Linked DNA regions of Salmo salar: region 1 is linked to region 2. A link is a contact called in public Hi-C data. All regions are on one chromosome and are shown on one strand. Each heading gives the region's core, a stretch centred on a gene start, on an enhancer-like site or on the middle of the called end of the contact. The rest is flanking DNA. Distances are from core to core; before and after follow the strand shown.

What was found. Hi-C and Micro-C count contacts between places; a contact is called where the count stands out from the background.
Region 1: a contact with region 2 is called in a Hi-C map of muscle, with 5 times the contacts expected there. The contact joins two enhancer-like sites. A contact is called at or near these places in 2 of 3 Hi-C or Micro-C datasets (gill and muscle).

What each region holds. Positions count from the first base shown.
Region 1 is chrssa28:13,401,288-13,404,746 of Ssal_v3.1, reverse strand. No RefSeq gene overlaps it. Among protein-coding and RNA genes, the nearest start is that of LOC106589513, 64 kb to the left of the region's middle. Within about 2 kb of position 1,881, at least 3 of the 13 cell types and tissues checked have an H3K27ac peak or open chromatin away from gene starts, as enhancers often do. A contact at or near this core is called in muscle, where this site is marked.
Region 2 is chrssa28:13,296,929-13,300,705 of Ssal_v3.1, reverse strand. No RefSeq gene overlaps it. Among protein-coding and RNA genes, the nearest start is that of LOC106589511, 21 kb to the right of the region's middle. Within about 2 kb of position 2,440, at least 2 of the 13 cell types and tissues checked have an H3K27ac peak or open chromatin away from gene starts, as enhancers often do. A contact at or near this core is called in muscle, where this site is marked.

The sequences.
Region 1 (3,459 bases), core at 632-3,131, 100 kb before region 2:
GTCTTTGATTAATCACTTCAAAGATGTTCCAAGGGATTTGTAAAAAAGGTATCATGGAAAGAATTTGCTTAGATCTCTAGGTACCACAAGGACCATTGAATGAGACTAGAAGCTAGATACTATTCATAATAGAACTTTAGGTATGTTTGTTTTTGTGTTTTTCATGCGTGCAGCTACTATTTTCAGTAGCATATAACTAGGGGAAATTAGCATGAAAACATAATCTGCATAAATTCAATGATCAGATAAGGAAGCTTGAAGATAAATTGCTTCGATTTCATGTAATTTAATCCATGCAAACAATTACGCTTGAGGAGAAAATGTTCCAGAACAGCTCTTTCAAAAGTTGAGAATAAATGTTCAGAATGCTTTGCCACTTGTGCTGCTGAGTCACAATGACCCAATATATGTATATTTTGGTATTCCTCCATAGTAAACAATAAATAAATAAATAAGATTTTGGTAGCTATATAATTGAATTTATTAATGTCTACATTCGTTTTTGACAAGTATATCCTATTACCACTAAATGCTTACTTTTAAATTATATAATGTGAACTGAACATCAACAAATATATAAAACATATTCCTTAAAGTATTTTTGTAGAGTACCAATGCTACTGCCCCACTAAAACAAATACATACTTAAATACATGTAATTTTGTCATTGAAACATTTTATTGAAATAATGTAATATTCCATTCATTACTATGGAGTACTGCTCCTTCTGAGGAGTACCAATATGGCAGCCGGTGGCTTCAAAGCCTCTCATTGACCATTAGATAGCAAATCTAGGGTTTGCAATGACCTCACGATTACAGAGAAACACACCTCCGTCACTCGGTAGCGTCATGCCGTTGTTATGAACGTTCTCCAGCTGCCCTCTGCCATTGTGGTGCCCAAAAGTCGTGATAACCACAGAGAATGTATGTAGCCTCTTTAATGTTACTTTATTGTGTCACTTTTTATCATTTTTTTAAACTTTCGTTAATTTGATAATTATTTTCTTAACTCTTTCTTGAACTGCACTGTTTGTAAGTAAGGGCTTGTAAGTAAGCATTTCATGGTAAGGTCTACACTTGTTGTATTCGGCGCATGCGACAAAGTTGGATTTGATTTGATTTGAATGATAGAGGCCTCTTGGCAGTTTTAGCATGGGCAGCACCATTGAGGGCTCCCACTATGCTTCTGTCATTTTAAAGTAATCAAAGACGTCAACTGGGTGGGGATTCCTATGGATTGTAGCCTCAGTGGTGATGCCTGTGCTGTCACAGATGCTATAACGGCACTGATATAAAGATGAGTCCTCTATCTCTATGTGATAAACCCAGTCATTCTGTGAAGGCAGGCTAATGACTGTTTCGTCTGATTTACACTATAGTGGACTGGAATAACCATGACATTGCTAAAGTAGGCAAATATTTAGTAAGAAACAACTTTGCCATCATTATCATGTGGTCAAATTTACGTTAGACAAATGGCAATGTTGACATTAGCTAGCAAAGTTAATCAAAAATAGTTAACCATGCTAAATCCAGTGGTCTCCTCTCAATCTTAGCCAGCTAGCTAACGTTATACTGCATCTAATGTCAATCTGGCGACATCAAAATGATGACAAAAGGTTTTTCTTACTAATTATTAGCCTCCTTTTGAAATGTCCAAGCCACTGTGTTGCACTTTTTATGAAATCTTCATCAGTGCTCATTGAGAAGGCATTGAGTAGAATGCTCAGTCCTAAAACTAATGTTCAAAACAATATTGTGAGGAAACATGCAACCCATAGTGAGTTAGAACAACATATTAAGCCTATTAACACAACAAGGTTTACCGAAAGTGAACCAAGACTCCTTGAAACTTTCTTCATGGGATTTCCCCAGACAGTGTTGTGAAAGTTGTTTACTTCCTAAAATGAACCAGTGAGCACAGATAGCGAGGCATTTAGCACACTCATGGTGATATGTAGTAGAATTTCAAACTACGTTTACTGCTGGGGGTAATGGTTCATAACAGAATACAAACCATCCAAAAAATACCATCGAAACCCTAAAAGTAGCCAGATGGTCACCGTTTGATAATGATACCCGTGTGTGAATAAGATGCTTTTGATCAACCAACCACCATCAACCAACAACTGTATATTCAACCACATCGGAGTAGGTAGGCATGGTTAGGAGCAACACTGACAGTGATGGCTGTTTCCGAGTCAAAGGCTGCTAGTCCCTCTAACAGGCCTGAGGTCCTGACCCCCACAAGTAGGCAGAGTAAGGAATAGTGAGGAGTAACTCTCTCTCTCCTGATCAGGTTCTCCCTAAGCCACTTCTGTCTGCTCTTCACCTTTCCCAGAGAGAGAAAGAGTGATGAAGGTAGGAGAGGAGGGGTAGAGGAATCGAAGGAAGGAGGGAGGGAGGTTGTGGAGAGATTGAGGAAGTGATTAGGCCTATAGGAATACAGGGGGCCAGAGAGAAGAGAGTCATTGAAGGATGAGGTTAGAACTGACTATAGGTGCTGCCACATTCCTGCGTTGGTAAGAATCCAGAGGAGTCTTCTGATGCTGCAGAGATCACTGGAGAGAGAGAGAGAGAGAGAGAGAGAGAGAAAGAGAAAAAGAGAGAGATGGAGTGGGAGAAGGGGCTAGAGAAACGTGATCCTGGAGTTTGACCCACTCCTGTTTGACCCACCCACTCCTGAGGAAACCTACTGGACAAATACTTAAAAAGCAAGAGGTTCGTATGAACCTTGCTGTCTGCCTCTCCAACCTAAGTGACAAGGTTGCAATTTAGAAATGCAATCTCCAAGAAATGCAATAAGACACCTCAGGGTTTTTTGGTATATGGCCAATATACCACGGCTAAGGGCTGTAGTCAGGCACTCTGCTTCGCGTCGTGCATAAAAACAGCCCTTAGCCGTGGTATATTGGCCATATGGATTTGCAGCAAGAGGAAAATATTGGCTGCTGTATTAATAGTTGTACTAATGTGCCAGACATTACTGAAAATAGACGCACGCACAAATTTACACACTGTTAGAGTGTTCACTGACCCATCGGCCCAGAGCAGGAGGATTGGGGTCAGTTTAGTGTGTGTGTGTGTGTGTGTGTGTGTGTGTGTGTGTGTGTGTGTGTGTGTGTGTGTGTGTGTGTGTGTGTGTGTGTGTGTGTGTGTGTGTGTGTGTGTGTGTGTGTGTGTGTGTGTGTGTGTGTGTAACAGAGAGAACATCTTAGAAAGAAGATTAGCTACTAGGCTAAGACTGGTCTATATCTGCCATTGATATAGGTGCATGTGTGCGTGTGTGTGTGTGTGTGTGTGTGTGTGTGTGTGTGTGTGTGTGTGTGTGTGTGTGTGTGTGTGTGTGTGTAGCAGATTTATTCTCTGTGTATGCATGTGTGTGTGCCTGTTGCAGCGAGGACATCTTAGAAAGTTAGCCGATTAGCCGTGTTAGACTCTGTGCTAAGACTGGCCT
Region 2 (3,777 bases), core at 1,191-3,690:
CCCATTCTAGGAACACTGGATATACAATGGAAACATTTCTCTATGAGAAAAATGATGGCTGTTAATCCTTTCTATTAAGATATACCAAAACAATAAAGGAGTACCTTTGAATCCAAAGAGCACCCTCTCTACTACCATCTAACATTATGAGCTAAGTAGCACTTCTACCACCAACAATTCTGTACAGAAACCAGCCACGCTCAGCTCCATGTACGACAGTCAGTTAGTGTATAATGTATTTTAGCCCTGGAGGTGGCCATTATAGACTGCTATCCCAGACTGCAGTGCCAGCAGGCCAGCGGTCGACACAGGTTGTTTTTATTCATGAATCATGGGCCTGAATATACTGTCAGTCCCGTCTCGCAGGTGGTGTGTGGATCCCATTTACACCAACACACACAGTACCTAGTCCGAAAACAATACAGTAAGTCAACTAGTAGCAGAAGGGATCCATAGTTTCCTATATATCCATATAAGGGCGTATCTTTACATGACACCTGATACTGTCAGAAATTTGATCATGTGAGGTAACGGACACCGAGAAATGGCAGCAAAATCCTGAAAATATATATTCTGGTAAATATAGACAGTCATACTGTATATAGCCATATGTCTATTGGGGCAAGGTGTGAGAGGAGAGAGCGAGGAAGATCAGAAAGAGAGAGAGGGAAAGAGAGAAATATAGAGAGAGATAAAGAGATAAAGAGGAGAGAGTAAATATGGAGTTTGTCTTCCTACTCTGATGGATCAGGGGTACACTGGATTACTGTTGTTGAGTTCCTCTGCGAACATTTGAAGATGTCCCTTCTAACCCCTCACACAATCCCCCCTCCTGAGGCTCAGTTTGTGGTCCGCATGTCATGTGTGAGGAGTTTGAAATGGTGGTTGCGTGGACCTGCCTGCTTGGCCAAAACGCCCTAGCAAGCCGCCGACCTAGTTGAAGGTAATGAAGCTCACCCTTGACCCGAGTGCCGGTTTTAAATGCAATTCTAGACGTTGTTGGAACCTGGAAGGACTAGAGTGATCTCCCTGGCATGGGGCATCAGCTCTTCACTGGCACCACAGCAGCTGTAAATGTGTGAGATGTGTGCTTGTTCTCTCTTGTGTGTGTGTGTGTGTGTGTGTGTGTGTGTGTGTGTGTGTGTGTGTGTGTGTGTGTGTGTGTGTGTGTGTGTGTGTGTGTGTGTGTGTGTGTGTGTGTGTGTGTGTGTGTGTGTGTGTGTGTGTGCGTGCGTGTGTGCATGTTAATGTGAGAGAGGTACAGAAATAGAGTTGCTGTTGTTGACCAGAGATGTCCATGAATCACCCTCTGCTCTCCCTTCAGTTTTACATCAACTCTCTCTCTCTCTCTCTCTCTCTCTCTCTCTCTCTCTTCTCTCTCTCTCTCTCTCTCTCTCTCTCTCTCTCGCTCGCTCGCTCTCTCTCTCTCAAACCCTCCCCTCTCTGTTTCTGTGTCTCTCTCTCTCTCTCTCTCTTTCTCTCCCTGGAAAAAAGAACCTAAGACACCACTTCACTGCATCATCACATGACAGGGGTAAAATAAGAAGTAGCTGCAGTAGACTGGTCTAGGGTATGGCCATGATTGTGTCAGTAACAACCATACACCTCTAAAGACACAAACTCCACATAATTCTCCCTCAGGCAGATTGGTTTCTATATGGTTTACAAGCCTGAAAAGATTGTCTTTGAATTCTTTCAGTGTAGCTCATTTAGTGAAATGGGATTCCAGCCCAGCTGAAAAACAAGTAGAGTCAATCAACTATAAACACACAATCTTTCCATAAATCGTATTTCCGTTCTGCTGAGCCCAGGGTTCCATGGTTAATTCGCCCAAACAAGATGGAAGTATCAGTGGCGTTCACTGTATTGATTAAACTGTCTGATAATTACAGCCAAGGACTCTGTGTTTCTGTAGTGCAACTTTATGTATTTCTTATAGTCCAATTTATAGCATGGCTTTACCGCAATACCACTTACCAGCACAAACTGTGGATGGTAACAACATAGTTTACCGACGCAGTACACCGGTGCGGAACTATGCATCTTTCTCTTTGATGCTACAGCTCCCATATGCTTCACATACTGTATGTTTATATACCGTACTGTAGCCTGAGACTCCATTTCACCACTGTGAGTGGAAGATTAAGTGTGTGTCAGTGTAGTGTTCTGTTGTATACCATCTCCTTTGCTTTACTCTGTACAGAAGGTGGCCATAGGTCACTACAGAGTACAGACTCTGTCTTGAGGAAACACTGGCTAATTATATCACCACACAATACAAGCTCAGTCAAGCGTTAATATCAAACACACGCGCACACACACACACACACGCGTACGCAAACACACACAGACACATACAAGGACACACACGCACAGCCTTATCCATTGCGGGAACTGGAAATGAAGCCTGATTTGACCCTACATTTCTGGAGGGGTTCTATAAAAGGCAACACTCCTCCTGGAGTTGTTGATGAGATTGCGTAATGTCTGTGATGTCAGCACTGTGCTCGTCACGGTAACCAGTGACGTTGAATGGCAAGAAAAAGCAGAGAGTGAAACACACACTCAGATGGAGAGACAGAGAGAGAGAGCGAGAGTGGCTGTGAGGTAGATCAGTGAGTTGTATATAGTCAGTAATCTGTATGGGTTAATGAGCTAAGCTGAGCGTGGTTAGCCATGGCTGCTGTTCAGTCTGACTGGCCACTGACACCACAGAGGATATCTTCTATAAGAATGTGAACATCACTGACTCAGCATTCATTATGATCTCTGTCTCTCATTCTCTACAACTGTGTTGAAATGATAGTGTCATATACTACATTAAAACCGACAACTTATCTGTGTCGTATACATTTATTGCTGTTATATTAAGTCAAAGTGCATACATGTTTGAACTCAGTGTAATTTAGACTGAAGTTGTGAAATTGTGTAAGGTCATTTAGATTGTTTGAGTGCTGTGGAGATCAACATTGGGTCTTATTTAGAAAACAGCTTCTTTTTTTTGTCGACTGGTTTTGCACCAGATAAATAATCAAATTCTCACTGTGTCAGGAGAGACAAAGCATGCAGACACGCATAAAGAAAAAAAGAACATATTATCATTTTGATATGTTGCTAGTCATCATTTAAAAACTTCTGACCACAGCCAAGTTACAAGAAACTTGCAGAACATGTTTCATATACAGACGTAGGATCTTAATTTGAGCCAGTTTGCTACAGCAGGAAAGTAATCCTGCCTCAACAGGAAATGTGAATTGTTATGTGGATTATACTTAATGGACATTTTTGTAGGGGTTGATACATTTCAAGTCTGAATTTTCAAAGTGGAAATGACTAACTTCAGAAGCATTTTTAAACCTCAAATACACTACAAGTTTTAAATGTCCTACAATGCAGGAATGTTCTCTTGCAACAAGGTTATTGAATTAAGATCCTACATTTGTGCTTATATGACAAATCGTGTGTATATACCAGTATGTCACAATCCCCTGGTGACACAAACAGTAGAACTAATCATTTTTATGATAACTATGCATCCAATATAAGCACACAAAAAAAGCCAGACAAATATCTAAACCAAGTAGCATTGTCATGAAGTGCTTTGTGCCAAACAAGTGACGTAATCACTGGATTGAACACTCTGATGACAGCTGGTTGAGTAAAATGCCTATTTTCCCTGTGTACGCTCAGTAATCTCTCCATCTCTGTACCTCTCCACTCCTCTCCTCTTCCCAATTTTAATGTTTGACTGAAAGCCTAGAGATAAATCCCAAAATA